Linked DNA regions of Mus musculus: region 2 is linked to region 1. Evidence: chromatin contacts called from public Hi-C data. All regions are on one chromosome and are shown on one strand. The core of a region is the stretch at or near the end of the contact, and the rest is flanking DNA. Distances in the headings are between cores, read along the strand shown.

Evidence for each region. A called contact is a pair of places that touch in the nucleus more often than the background predicts.
Region 2: a contact with region 1 is called in a Hi-C map of bone marrow-derived macrophages, with 53 read pairs. The contact joins two enhancer-like sites. A contact is called at or near these places in 10 of 39 promoter capture datasets (the C10 cell line, the HPC-7 cell line, cranial neural crest and 7 more), 3 of 15 datasets of contacts at CTCF or cohesin (CD8 T cells, embryonic stem cells and large pre-B cells), 29 of 484 Hi-C or Micro-C datasets (the 63-12 cell line, the C2C12 cell line, CD8 T cells and 20 more), 17 of 115 datasets of contacts at active chromatin or transcription factors (CD8 T cells, the HPC-7 cell line, craniofacial prominence and 12 more) and 4 of 9 other capture datasets (adipose tissue, embryonic stem cells, liver and 1 more).

Annotation. Positions count from the first base shown.
Region 1 is chr9:106,304,772-106,312,084 of GRCm38.p6, reverse strand. It overlaps Poc1a (POC1 centriolar protein A), which reads right to left. Exons shown (of 11, transcript NM_027354.2): 8 at 6,752-6,820; 9 at 4,052-4,144. Among named protein-coding and RNA genes, the nearest start is that of Poc1a, 27 kb to the right of the region's middle. Within about 2 kb of position 3,699, at least 83 of the 459 cell types and tissues checked have an H3K27ac peak or open chromatin away from gene starts, as enhancers often do. A contact at or near this core is called in bone marrow-derived macrophages, cerebral cortex, cortical glia and 3 more, where this site is marked.
Region 2 is chr9:106,384,675-106,391,987 of GRCm38.p6, reverse strand. It overlaps Gm33616 (a long non-coding RNA gene), which reads left to right. Exons shown (of 3, transcript XR_001779299.2): 3 at 2,428-2,716. Among named protein-coding and RNA genes, the nearest start is that of Dusp7, 20 kb to the right of the region's middle. Within about 2 kb of position 5,702, at least 54 of the 459 cell types and tissues checked have an H3K27ac peak or open chromatin away from gene starts, as enhancers often do. A contact at or near this core is called in bone marrow-derived macrophages, cerebral cortex, cortical glia and 3 more, where this site is marked.

The DNA.
Region 1 (7,313 bases), core at 2,450-4,949:
ACGAGCCCTGAAATCCCTCCTTTGTACAACTCGACCAAGAACAGAGGGAAAATGGCACCCATTCTTCTCAGTCTGAATGGCTGGAAAATGGCTTTTGCTTTTCAACATGAAATGTGCCTAAAAATAAGCTGTGAATCTCAACCAGAGGTTGAAAATAGCTCCACAGTGAGCACAGCTCCTCTCCGAGTGAGTTTAAGGACAGCCTTCATTCCAGGATCTGAAAGCTGAAACGTCACGTTCAGAGACGAGGTCACAGGCAGGGCGGCTCAAGGGTGAAGGACCTCCAAAGGCTCACAAGCTTGTCCTTGCCAGTCTCTGCTAGGGGATGCGGGAGCAGCAAGGATCCAGGCAAGGTCTGTCCCTCTGGTTTCCAATGGCCACACTGGAGAAAGCACAAGTCAGAAGTTTCACATGTGCTTGGCCCCATGAACTCCCTGACAATCCTAAGTGCCTAGGAGCGTACACCTTGTTTTAGTGATTGGGAGACAGAGATAAGGGGCAAAGGGTATCAGAGCGGCAGCACAGTTACTTCTCCATGACTTGAGAGTAAGCCATCCTGCCACCCACAGGCCCCTCATTAGGCATTGCCTCTGAGTCAGATAGCCTCTGGGCAGGAAGGGCAATACACAGCCAATCTGAAGGAAATCCAGCTGCTAAAGGTGAAGAGTCTTTTCTTATTGTTTACCAATATCTCTAGGAGAGTCTGAAATCTGATAGGCCAAACAGCATTCCTACAAAATGGTCTAAGAGCTGAGAGCTCTGGTCCACATCTTCTGGTGGGAATCCAAACCTGACCCAAGTGAACAGAACCCTTGCGCAGGCTCCTAGAGCAGCCTACCTCAGTTCCCACAGCCTCACCCCACGCCTCCCAACCTCTTTCTCTCTGGGCTCCTCTGAAAAGAGGAGGTTTTGTAGTGATTCTCAATGGTGACACTGACAACAGCTGAAGACATTTCTGGTCGTCACAACTGGGAAGCAGGATGCTATTGGCATATATCAGGTAAGGCCAGGGATGCTAAAGACATCATGGTGCATGGGACTGCACTCAAAGAATATCTGCCCCAAATGCAGATTGCAACCTAGAGTTACTGGAAGGATGGGATGTGGGCAGAGATGAGGCGTGGAAGCTTGTCAGACCTGGTTCACAGGACAGAGCAGAGTGCCTGAACTCCCCTGAGGAGCCAAGCTCTCTGGCCATGTGGGGACCTAAGTGCCAGGGAAGAAGGGAACTCACTGCCCAGCTCCCTTCCTACCTCAGGAGAGAACCTAGCCATCACAGTTTTGAAAAAACTTACTGTTTCCAGCATAGGAGAATGAAAAACTTGTGGCGGTGGATGCCGACGGCTTACTAAGACTGACACTGACACATGGTTAAAACGGTCAATTTATATATATATACACACATATGTATATATGTATATTATGTGTGTGTGTATATATATACACATACATACATACATATATATATATACATATATATATAAGAATGAATGAGAGATCTCCATATATACCCCTACAATAAAACCGAGCAGAACAATACCCTGGGCTGCCTTCTTTTTCCCCCCCCCGAGAAACCAACCCCTCAGGCAGCATTAGGTGTGTGTGTTGGGGGGAGGGGGGCTGTCTAGAAGGCACACCTGTTCTCTCAAGGCTCTAGAAGGGATTTAAGACAAAGAACAAGAAGTTCCTATCTCAACCAAGAATAACGCTAAGATTACTGTGTCACTTTAGGTGCCTTCAAGACACACCTGTGAGTACTCTGAACCCCTGAAGAAATGGCGGCTTGGGAAGATGGGGTGCTTGCCCAGGACTACCCAGCAGGGTTCAGAGGCAGCTCCATGACACCAGAACTCATATCCTGTCCCCTGTTGAGTCCCATGTAGGGCTGCCTATTGGTGAGACTATAGCAATAGTCCTGATATGGGCCTCAAAGCAGATTGGGGACAACTGGCTACCTTGAGTCCTGTTGAGCCCTTCACTTCCAGTTCTCCATTCTGTCATGCTGGCTTCCTCTACCCACGTGACTACACCCTAGACTCTCAGGCCCTGAAGCTCTGGGAAACAAGGCGGGTGTGTTCCCCGTTCTGAGTGGGGCTGAGGGACAACAGGCAGTTTGTCCAAGTTAGTTTCCTAATAACTATAACAAAAAAAAAATACAGGCAATCTCACTAGTCATCAAAACTACAATGAGATTCCACCCCAGTCCTGTCAGAATTGACAATAAGAAACAAACAACAAATGTTGGCAAGGATGGAGACAAAATGTCCACTTGTACTTCCCTGGTGGAAATGTAAGCGAGCAGCCACTGTGGAACTCAGAGTGGAGGCTTCTTAAACGACTAAAAGCAGATCTACTGTGTGGCCCAGCTCTGCCACTCCAAGTCCGCATAGCCCAGAGACACCTGCAGCCTTACTCACAACAGCTAAATTACAAAAAGAACAAAGCTATGTTGTTTGCAGGCAAATTGGTGCAATCAGAGTTGTCTGGATTAAATAAATCAAGGCAGTCTCAGAAAGGCCAATCCCAAATGTTTTCTCTCCTTTGCGGTTCTTATATTTACTATAAATTCATAAACTGTGTATATACATATAACATGAAAGTACAAGTTAAACTGTAGGGGCAAAGATAGTGACCAAGAGTGGGAGGAAGAGAGTGGAGAGGGCAGGGGGCAGGAGAAATACGCTCAATGCTTGCATGAAACTCTTTTTAATAATAATAAAATAGTAGTAATGTCAATTTTTCTTCCTCCTGATGCTAACCATCCCCCTGAGGCAGACAGCAGTAGCTTCCTAGGATGAGAACAGCTGTCAAGCAGCCCCTGCCACCAGCAGCCACCTGCATGATTACTTAGCCTTGCTCAGAGGACAGCATGGTTCCAGCTCAGAGTCTCACCTGAGAACTAGGGCAAGAACCGCCCACTCGCTCTGCAGGCAGTGAGCGCATGGAAAGGCCCAGCAGTGCTGGTCTCCCTGTAAGTGCCCAACAGTCAGGGAGCTGCAGGATAGAGGGCAGGATCCACACAGGACCCCAGCCTCACCATTCAAAGTGCTTTCTAGGCAGAAAAGGGATCGGCAGCAAGGAGAACACTGGGGCGACCCAGAGAGCCCCAAACAGCCCATAGCTCAAACACGGAACAGAAACAAAGCCTCCAGCCATGGTGGCTAGTCAAGGGAGAGATCCTTGGGGAGAAGACTGTAGGCACAATGTGGGCTACTCCAGAGGCAGTTCTAGTGCAGACTGGGCATGTGGTAGGAGAGATTCAGCCACTGCAAGCCCAGGACAGACCAGGAGGCTTCCTGGTTCTATTCTGAGTTCCAGCCTTGACTTGCTGGGGGTTTGGGCGAGCCGCTTCCTGTTGCTCAGGCCAGCTTCCTCCTGCCCAGGAGGCCACAGTGCTTCTCTGGCCCAGGGGGAAGAGAGGGTACATAGTCCATGGCCACAGAAGCTTAAAGCCTTGGGGTTTCAACCAAAGTTGAAATAAGTGATAGGTTTATCTAATGAGCCTTTATCAGCTATCATTTTTCACCCAGTTATTTATTTTACAAAATTAAAGATTCTTTTTACTCAGGAATACTGAATGTCCTTTTACCAACAAAGGTACTAAAAATGGTTGTGGCTAATGAACTTCCTCTCCATGGTTTAAGGGGAAAAAGAAAAAAGAAGTGAGACTAACCAAACCAGGGTCTTTCCCATCCGCCCGTCCCAGCTGAGCCCTCTAGGAACCATGTACGTGGGTCCTGTGATCGAAGGAAGGCCTGGCATGGGACAGGTCCTTGTGTGCCTTGGCCTACTCCAGCAGCAGCGCATGCCATGACAGTACCCCCACCAAAAGGGCCAGCATCCTGTACCCTAAAATTGTTCTGCTGCCTTTATGTCTCCTTTGTTCATTCTGGGTTGGCACCAAGGCTCAAAGTGTTATTTGGTAGACCATACCAGGGTTCCTTTCTCGTGACAGAGAAGCCTCCAGGCCCCCTCATCTCCAAGCCTTGTGCTGATCACTGTGACTATCTCAGAGTCACATGGCTCAAGACCTAACTGCCAAACCACTTACCAGAGTTCCAGAAGAGCTGGTTAGGGGTGGGGGCCTCCGTGCCTTCATGTCTCCATAATCAACAATGTCAAAGTTACTCTTCCAGACCATCACCTGCCAAGAGCAACAGGCAGAGGTGAGAGAGGTAATTGAATTAACCCCAAAGTTCTCAGCAGTAGTGGCTCCCACCTGATAATGCCAATTCAACTCTGGGCCCTGCCCCATATCCCTGATGAGGAGTCTCTGGGGACATTTGGCACCAGGATGGGGTATCACCATGTAGCACGATTAGATCTTAGCACCTGTTTGTCCCTCTACCCAAGTGCCATAGACGTCTCAATGTCAGAATCACTATTAAATCCCTTTGTTTCCTTTCCTTGTTTATCATGTCGACCTGGAAAGGAAGGCTTGAGGGTAGTGGCTTGCCCATGACACTCTGTGAAGTCATGAAGTCATGAAGATAAACTCCAGACCACACTATTGGACAAATGGCCTGACTCCAGCCCCTTACTGTGAGGCCTTAGGAGAGGGATTCAGCATTTGTCTTGTGCCCTCTTCTGTGAAAAGATCCCAGCTCCCACCTCCCAGAGCTGCTAGGAGGCTCACAGGACACAATGGGACACAGTCACTGGCATCATGGAATGGACAGTAACACACTTATTATTTTAAGCCCAATAAGTTTAACAATAAGAAAAAAACCACTCTTAGCCAGGTATGGTAGCATCTGCACTGGAGGCGAAAGCAGGCAAATCTCTGTGTTCAAGGCCAAGTTGGTCTCCACAGACCACCCAGCACTAAAGAGTGAGATCCCACGTCAACGTAGCTACACAGACAGACAGACAGACAGACAGACAGATAAGTTTGATTCCAACATAGCTACTATAACCTCTGTAACTCTAGTACCAGGGGATCCGACGGCCTCTTCTGGCCTTCACAGGCACTGCATAAATATGATACACAGGCACACATAGAGGCAAGGAACACCTATTCTCATTTCTAAAAGAAAGCTAAAGATACAAAAATAAATGTCAAAAAAAGTCTCAAATAAATAACTAACCACACTGTCTTCCAAAAGAGGATAATGCCTAAAAGCATATCACAAAGGCTGGGAGAGTCACCCTGCCAGGAAGCAAGAGCACTCCCTAGTGGTGGCTAGAAGCCATGGCAGCCGGGCGCTGCTGGCTTCTCTTTAGGGAGGGTGGCTCGGCCATCAGAGGAGGAATCAGGCAACAGTGGTGTCACACAAGAGCCACCACTCTATCACTCTAGAAGATGTGACATGTAGATGCCACCCCACTGGGACACAGCAATGCACATGACTCCTCCAGAGGCTCCTCACAGTTACCCACCACTGTTCATACCTCCCAGAGAGATGGGCATACAGATGGGTACCTCATCTGCCATTTTACAAACTGAATGTTGGCATACACATGCCACATGGACAAGATCCTTACATAACTGTGGAGACCTAACATTACCAACAACAGAGTGGCCAGCACGAAGGTAGACATAACACCAATGTCACCCCAGAAAAACAAGAACAAACTGTAAAAAGGTGAGGAATTGGCAGCCTCGCTGTCTGAGGAAAACCACAGCCAGCTTCTTGTGTCGGTGACTCTGTTTTACCCTGGCTTTTAGCATGCACATCTACTACCCAGTCAACTCGAGCGTCCGCCATACAGCTCTGCTTGTAAACTCACTGGAGGCTCGAGGCTTTCCATGGCCTTCCTCCTCTTTGGCTGATAGCTAAGACCTAGTGATGGAGTGGGAAGATACAAGCTGGCTCTTATGTAGGCTGTGGACAAAGAGCCTTTAGTTAACCTCTGCTTTACTGGAAAATCAATACATTTTACTGTAGCTGGGACTTACGGAAGGCCAACAGGACTTGTCTAGGCTGAGCACCCAGAGGATGAACATCCTCGGCAGCCCACCAGATCAAGCGTGTTGGTGGCCACTACTCTTTCCTCCACTGTGCTCGGACAAAGGGGCCTGTGTATGCTCTGGGAGACTGTTGACGGGTGCATCCCTCAGTGCTCCACACCTTTCCTGGGCCAGGCTCTGAGCTAGGCACCAAGGTCAGCGTACTTCCCTCCCCCAGCAGATAAGCCCGTGTGGTATTTAGCAGTCTGGGCAAAGAGGCACAGGAGTGACAGGATGAAGCCTCAGTGCAACTGGTGATGAGGTGGACAGGACTTCCTCTCTTCAGCTAAGGATACAGAAAACGCTGACCCTTTAGATGGGCAGTGAGCTGGGAAGGAAAAGGCAGCAGAGAATGGAGCAGAGGCTCCTGGGATAGGAGGCCCAGCAGTCAGATGGGCTTAGGGCCCATGCTGCCCTGCCACCAGCTAGGACTGTTTTCTCATCTATAAGAATAAAATAGGAAGACTCGCCCCACAGGACTCAGGAGAACTAAATGAGCTATGAAATCCTTGCCACACTGACGATATTACCAGATCTGCAGTAAGTAACCAGTAGTTCTTCACTGTTTATGCAATCAGGAAAAAAAAAAAACCTGAAAATCTAACTTTTTCACTATGATAATTAGTTCAAAGTCCTTCCAACCCATTCCAGTCTGACACACTTCCATGAGGTCACCCCCGAGGGAGCCTTGCTGGGAAGCAGCCAACACCTGGGCCCTGGGGGCCCCACCCACACTCCATCAGTTGCTGAAAGCCTCCAGCCTCCTATGGGGTTCGGATTCCTTAGGCCATTCTTTCTTACCTGCTCATCGGAGCCTCCAGAAGCGAAATACTCCCCCGTTCTTGAAAAGGCAACGGTGGTAGCAGGCCCCTAGCAGAACAAAGAGCAAAGGTCAGCAGGACATAGTGGCACACCAGTGATCCCAGTGCCGGGAGGTGGAGGTGGGGAGATCAGCAATTCCAGGCCAGCCTGGGGTACATGAGACCCTAACTCAATATATACCCTAAAACCCTCCCAAAAGGTCACTCTGAGTCTAACTGCACAGTTCCTGAGTGGCAGTGGCAGTGGGACAAAGGCCTGGGCACTCGTTCAGCACACGATCCTCCTCAGCCTCTGTCCCAGAAGCCTGCATGTGTTCAGGGACAAGAAGCACAGCTTGGGCCTCAGCCTCCAAACATCTCACTAGAGGCTAGGCTATGGGGTCAAGGGCAGGCAGAGGGGAGAGCGGGACACCCACCCTGGCAGTCTGGCCTGGCTGGCATCGTTTCCATAGCTTCCCCTGTGAGATTCACAGCTGAGATCAGCACTCACCTCTCTGGTGTAAGCCTAACACTGCCCTGCTGCAGCCCAGAGAAATGGGAGC
Region 2 (7,313 bases), core at 4,453-6,952, 78 kb before region 1:
TCAGAGGCCACATGTAGCTCTCAGGGGACTGCAGCAGAGGAGTGTTGGCTTTGCCTGGCTCTGCCTTCAGCCCTCTGGACAGTGCTTATGGATAGTTAAGCAGAAGTTATCTTGGGGGCCCAGGGACCCCTACTTCTTTTTCTCCCATAATAGTCTCTAGAGGTGGGACAGAAGTTGACTCATTCTCTGTTTCTTCAAGATGGGGTGGGGGCTCCCCTGAGGCTGGCCAGATGCTGCAGTAGTGTGTACAGAGCTAAGGGAGGGATTGACCTTGCGGCTCTAGCCAGATATCTCTGCAGCTCAATGTTGGGATTCCAGGCACATCCAGAGGCTGCAGCAGAGGCTGTGTGTAAGTGTGTGTGTGTGTGGGGGGGGACACACCAGGGCTTGGTGTCTAAGGCAAAGAGGTGGGGCAGGGGACAGGCAGGCATCGCCCTCTGCCTCTAGCACCTGCTATAGTGTTGTGAAGGGAAATGCTGCAGAGCCAGAGTGGGCTCTGAGGGAGTTGGAGGGGCTTCCATATCCGCCCTACCCACCGTGTCTCTTAGGACTCCCTCTGTGGCCTGCAGGATTACAGCTGAGTTCCTTGGCTCTTTGCCTCAGCCTCCCTGGATGCCTTGCTTTTATTGCATGAAAGACAGGGAGAATAAAACCTTGCTGTGAAGACAGGATGGAGTGTTACGTACCTAGAATGGAGCCTGGCACACAAGAGGGCTAAAGCTCACAGCCTGCTTTCCCCTGCCTCTGTGGATGATATCTGTATTCCTGAGAAACATATATCCTGTCTGGGTGGGCAGGGAGTAGCATAGATAGGGGACCTCAAGTCTGTGGGAGAGGACAATTTCAGTGAGGAAGTCTGGATATAGCTGACAGCTGACATGAGTCAGGGATCACCGAGCTAGTTAGAGGTTTCCCCCTCCCTGTGCGTTCAAGTGGCAGTTTCCTTGGGGCAGACACACAGGGATAGATAGGATTTCTGGGTTAAAATCTGTGTATATTTTCAGACCGTTTGACTCCAGTGGTCAAGGGGCTTCCAGAAAGCAGCCCGAGCTCTCATGTACTCGGGAAATTATAAGACAGCTGAGCCAGATACACCTGAGCCACCTACCCGCATGCTGGGGCCAGGAATGAGGCCACCTTGGGCCCCACTGGCAGTATGGGAGGACCTCTGACCTGACCCCAAGATTTCATGGCCTTGTGGTCCCTTCTCATGGCTCCTTTCGCTTTACTTATTTCTTTGGAGACTTGAGAGTGAATGAGCTAGTCTTGTCTTGTAGAAGGAGGAACAGGGAGGAGGGTACATCCAAGTCACAGCCTTCATCTGTCCCTGGAAGAGGTGATACCAGCTCAAGCAGGAGGTAGTCTCTGGCACAGTGGGGTAGACTAAACAGAGGCCCATGGGACAGCCTGGTTCCTAAACCTCTCTGGGGTAGAGCCAAGGCCCAAGACAAAGCAGCTCAAGTCTATCCCTCCTGTCCAAGCAAGGGCTGGGCCTTTGGGGTCTCTAGCTGTAGCTTGACCTATGATATAAGGTGTGCATGTTAGAACCACCAATATTATCCATTCATCCATGGGCACTCTCCGTACCTTTAATGGTCAAATAAAATTTTTACATTGAGTATTTGCATTTCAAACGTCAAGGTCTCTATCAACACCTGCCTTGCATCAGAGTCTGATATGGCTTTGTTCACAGCTGAAACTAATCTGTGTAAAACAAAACAAAACAGTGAAAGATTCTTCAGTGCTTTGTGTAATATTTGTAAATGAGGTGGACTTTCCTCTAAGTTCCTCAACTTTGTCCCAAAACTCTTAAAGCTAAGTGACATTGTTCTATAGTAGCATCATCAAATTGAATCTGTCCTTATAGATCAGGGTACCACCCTTCACCCAGCGACTGATCTTTGACTATGTTCATTTCTCTCGCTCTATTTTGTGGTTCAATATAACAGCTTCTTCACTCTACCATATTAACCATTGCAAGTATGAAATGGCCTCTAGTACAGCTGTTATCAATCCCTTCCAGTCTTGAGGAATAATTCTATTTTGAGTAGCCCAGCCACTTAGAGTTTGTTCCGTGTAAGGCAAGTGCATCTCATATGAAATCATGACCTCTTTAAATGGCCTTAGATCTGCCATGTCTGTAGGATACCATCCTATCTCTTAGCAGGCCTATGCTGTATACTACTGGGAAAGCTGATGATGGTCTCGCAACCCAGAGCCACCCCTCCTCTAACTGGCGGCACAGTTGGTTCAAGACTGACCCTTTCTCTGGAAACAGGCTGTTTCATCAGATTGTCCTCCTGCCTTTTCAGCTTTTCTCTGACCTGACCACCCTCAGGCACTTTCTTTCCCTCTTTCCTCCTCCAAATAACTCCATCTTGCTCAGTTACTAGGACTGAGCCTTTTTGTTCTCCCTTTTCTTTCTAGTGCACCTCACCAAGTCTGCAACCCTTTCAGAAATGAGAGTGACCCCTACCTTTTTTTGAAACAGAATATAGGAAGAAAAGGAGGAAGAGGAGGAGAAAAGAAGAAGGAGGAAGAGGAGAAGGAGATGATGATGACTACCACTTCTGGGAACAAAGAAGTGGGGGATACCCCAGTGGTACCAGACACAATAACTTTTTTGCTGGTGTCTTGAAAAGAAAAATCCATTCTTCATTCCCTGCTGTTTTCTCTACGGCATTTGAAATAAAATTTCTCATTCTGCCTAGACCTACATTTGGGTACCACTTGTGGTAGGTAGCTTTACTACTTTGTAGTTCTTCTTTCTTAGCCCTTTCTCTGCCCCTTCCCACCCTTTCAACCCCTCTAGATAGAGAAAGGATAGAGGTGAAAGGGAGATGTTAGCATTAGACTACTGATGAGGGTAGAGGGTAGAGTTCCTTGGGCCAAGTTTGATCTTTGCCATCAGGATATCTAATTTCCTCTTGTTGTTATTTCTTCTTTGTAAACTACTATTAAAAGCCACAAACAACAACAAACAAAGAACAACCTACCCTCCCTCTTGGGGCCCTAGCATTTATATACCCTCTAAAAAGTTCCCAGAATTCCAAACATCATACAATCACAGAAATTATCTGCAGCTGGCAAAATCATGCCTCTGCTAGAGCACGAGGCAAATCATAGTCAGCTGCTGTGGACAGTCTGAAGCAGCCCCATATCCTACACCTGGAATCAAAATGAAAACACATTCTTTTTTTTTTTTGTCATTCATTTTTTTTATTAGGTATTTTCCTCATTTACATTTTCAATGCTATCCCAAAGGTCCCCCATACCCACCCCCCAATCCCCTACCCACCCACTCCCCCTTTTTGGCCCTGGCGTTCCCCTGTACTGGGGCATATAAAGTTTGCAAGTCCAATGGGCCTCTCTTTGCAGTGATGGCCGACTAGGCCATCTTTTGATACATATGCAGCTAAAGACAAGAGCTCCCGGGTAATGGTTAGTTCATATTGTTGTTCCACCTATAGGGTTGCAGTTCCCTTTAGCTCCTTGGGTAATTTCCCTAGCTGAAAACACATTCTTAATCTGTGTTGTTTTTTTTTTTTTTTTTTTTTTAGAGAGAAACCCAGACTCCAAAATTGCCACTAAAGGGGTCCCCCATCTCACCCCATTTTATTGAACACTGGCCTCAATAAAACACTAAGCGTGAACCTAATGGAGCAAGTTGGAGAACTTGAGCCAAGTCTTCAACTTGGTCGCTGCTGGCCCCAGATGTTAGGGAAAGAGACGCCTTCTGAGAAGAGAATTTGACAGGGTCCATTGCCAGTGGTTCAAGACCCTGGATTCCCCAGGCCACAGGCTCAGAGTATCATGGCCAGGGGACCTTCTTTCACTGGTAGAAACCCCTCCTTTAGCTCTGCCCCTAGTCACAATGGCTTGGCTTTTCCCACCATTCTACAGGGTCACCAGGGTACATGCTATCTCCTGTGCCCTCCAATTGGGATAGATGCCACAGTGGGGTTGTTTGCACTTTGCACAGCCCCAACAACACAACTCCCAACCCTCACAGGAGAGGCCTTTGCAGTTTAGATTAACAGCAACAGGCACTGATGGGAACCCAGGAGCCACCGCAACCCAATGCCATCCCATAGAGCGATGACCTGGGACTGGTAGAAGGCCCAACACAATTGGTCCTGACAACCTGCATCCCTAAAACTTTTGGACATCCTCTGTGCATACACTACTTCTGTCCTGGGAGGGGCTGCCCTCATCTCCCCTGGGTCCCCAGGGTACCCCAGGTCTGATGAGGTATCTTCATTGTCATCATTCAAGTGAGACTCAGAGAAGTCAAGTGACCTACCCAAGAATTCTACAGTGGGTCCCTTCTGACAATGGGTTCCAGGTCAGTCTGATGGCAAAGCTTCCCATGGCCTTTGCTCATCTGAGGTCTCTGATTCTGCCCATAGCCTTTAAGGAAGGCAGGGAATTGTAATTATAGCCCAAAGAGAGCTGGGCGGGCTGGCTCTGGATCACACAGCATGGAGTCACTGACTAGCCTAGGCAGCACTATGTACATATACAAGAAAGGAGGTGCTGAGGAGTTTCAGGGGTACAGGCTGCTGGCCCAGCCACTATGGGGCTTTCTATTTGTCCCATGTCCACCCCCGGGGCTGGACTATTTTATGTTTTGAGTGGTGAAATACTTTCAGGTCCCTCTGCATAAGCCTATGAGTGTTACACAGGTCTTAGGCAGCCTGTTCCATCTAAGGTTACCTTGTCATCTTGCTCAGCTACAACGCTGGCTGCCCTCTGTGTCCTTCTCAGACTGACACTCCATGAGGGGGAAAGAGTGGAATCCTCTCAGAGGAACCCCCTGCAAACATGCTGACTGGGCCTGCTGGCTACAAGACACTTGAGTGTTTGTCCTCGCGGGTTATTTTGCAGGAACTTAGGAGTCTGAAGCAGGATCATCATCAATAGGCTGGCCAGTGTGCAGCCTTAGGAGACACTGGGAGCCAAGGACGTGGCTGTAAGCCTGTGTCCCTTTAGGGGCAGAGCTACAGTGAGAATCCAGAGATTTACCCTCTTGGGCCTTCTGAGGATCTCTGTGGCTTGCTGCACCTCTCCTTTGGGTTTCAGTGGTCTTTGCTTAGGAAAGACCCTACTTGGGCAGGTGCCCTCAATCTAGAAGCTGCTCCAAGTCCAAGTCCCCCACTATTTCACCCTGATCCTTTAGGCACCCTAGAGGGGGCTGGTCTCCACTGTCAGCAGGCCAGGCTCCCATTGCTCCAGACATTGAGGCACTCTCACCCTCCCAGTCCCTTGTCCCCGAATGGCACTACCCAGGAGTCGGAGGAAGTTGAAAGCACTTGAAAGTCCCGACTTCACTTGTCTGCTGGGGGCTGAGCACTGACTTGACTTCCTCTCAAGGCCCTGGGTTCTTAGACACCGAGATTTCTAAAAGGTGGGGTGTCAGCAAGACTGGCATCTAGGGCAAGGGAATCCTTGGGCAGCCTTGTGTGAGAGGGCACCCCCTCCTCCCCCAGACTGTCTAATGATGGCCCAGGCTGAGCTCAGCAACCTTCAGAAAAGGCAGCACCTCCAACCCTGTGCTCTTAGGAGGCCTGGGCAAGAGCCCAGATGAGGACGCCAGGGCGCGTGGCTCTGGGGAAGGCTGAGCTGGGCACTTCCTGCTGATGGGTGCCAGGGCTCTACTCCCCTGGAGGGGTGGGTAATTCTTTAGTCTTAGTCAGAGGAAGTGAGGCAGGGTAAATGGGCAATGCCGTGTAGTGCCGCCAGGCCTGCGGGGACTATGGCGGCAGAGACTGTGGAGGCAGCCCAGCCGGGCAGGCTCCCACACCCACACATGCCTTGTTTGACCTTCATATCCATGCTGTTGCCCAGCAGCTACCCTGAGCCCAGCCCCTGTTCCAGCTCCCTCCTTAACTATGCCCCTTACCTGTCAGAGAGGTTAGATATCACAGTACGCATGTTTATTCTTAGGCCTTATTTTTATTTTTTTAAAATAAATATGTGTAGCTGGACAGTGGTGGCTTTAATAAGCCTTTAATCTCAGTACTCTGGAGGCAGAGGCAGGTGAATCTCTTAAGCCTGAGGCCAACCTGGTCTACAGAGCAAGTTTTAGGACAGCTGGAGCTGTACAGAGAAACCCTGCCTCAAAAAAAAAAAATTACATGTGTACACAGTGGGAAACACACACACACACACACACACACACACACACACACACACACGCCCGAGGTGGCTGGCATTGCACTTCCCTGAAGCTGGAGTTACAAGGGGCTGTAAGCTGTCGCTATGGATGCTGGGAACCAAACTCCAGCGCAGTGTGTGCTCTTGACTGCTGAGGCGCTCCAACCCTGTTCGTGTGGGGTTCAGACCGCACTGCCTCAGAGCCTCAGGCCGAAGCCTCGGAGCTTTACCTGTGAAGTCGGCATGTTGGCGAAACACATAAGTCCCTAGTTCACCCATCCCCAATACAGGGAGGCCACACTGAAAGTGTGTCCCACTCTCAGGGTCCTGAGTCTGTGCCCACGCTGAGCAGAATGGCAGAATGCTCCTGTTGGGACAGGCTGTCTGAGTGGCTTACACTCGGTGCTCGTGAACAGCTGGGATCCCCAGACCCATGGCCTTGACCTTCTGGGTCTCTGAAACCATGGTACTTTCTAATACTATTGTGGTCTTCAGGCCCAAAGGTGCATGGGACCACAACCTGCCCTGTGTCCCACAGTGCCTGCTTCTTTGTGGGGACGCTGGGCTCTAGATGGCAGGATTCCAATATTGATCGCAGGAGGCGTGTGTCTCTTCACTGAAAGCAAGGTAAGGCCTCCTATATTTTTCCTCTTAGCCAAGCCCAGCTCAAGCCAACCTCTTGGGTCTCTGTGCAGTCAGGTATCCCATGGTGGGCTGAGGCTAACTCTGAAATGAGTAACTCTGGCCAGCCCCGGACTAGCTCACATGATGGAAGGCCAGTAGCCCTGGAAGGCCAGGCTGGGGCAAGGACTCAGACAAGTGTCTCCTTTCTGTACCTTTGGGACAGGTCCCCTTCCAAAGGCTGTGCTCCACCTTGGTGACCAGGGCAGACTGGGGACAGAAGACACAGGTAGAAGATGGTACATCTTCAAGTATGGTCAACTTGAATGGAGCCTGGTAGTGCACTGCCGTACCCTCTTTCCACACGGGAAGACTGAGGCTGGGAAGCTGGGCTAGCATTCTCACAGTAAGTCAGAAAAAGGAAGACAAGGATCAAGAGGGTCTCTGGGACCCATGAGGTTGGACCAGACAGAGTCCTGGGCCTGGCTGGGTGGGGGGCAGCAGAGCTCTGTCGCGCAGGCTGTTGATCCAATCCA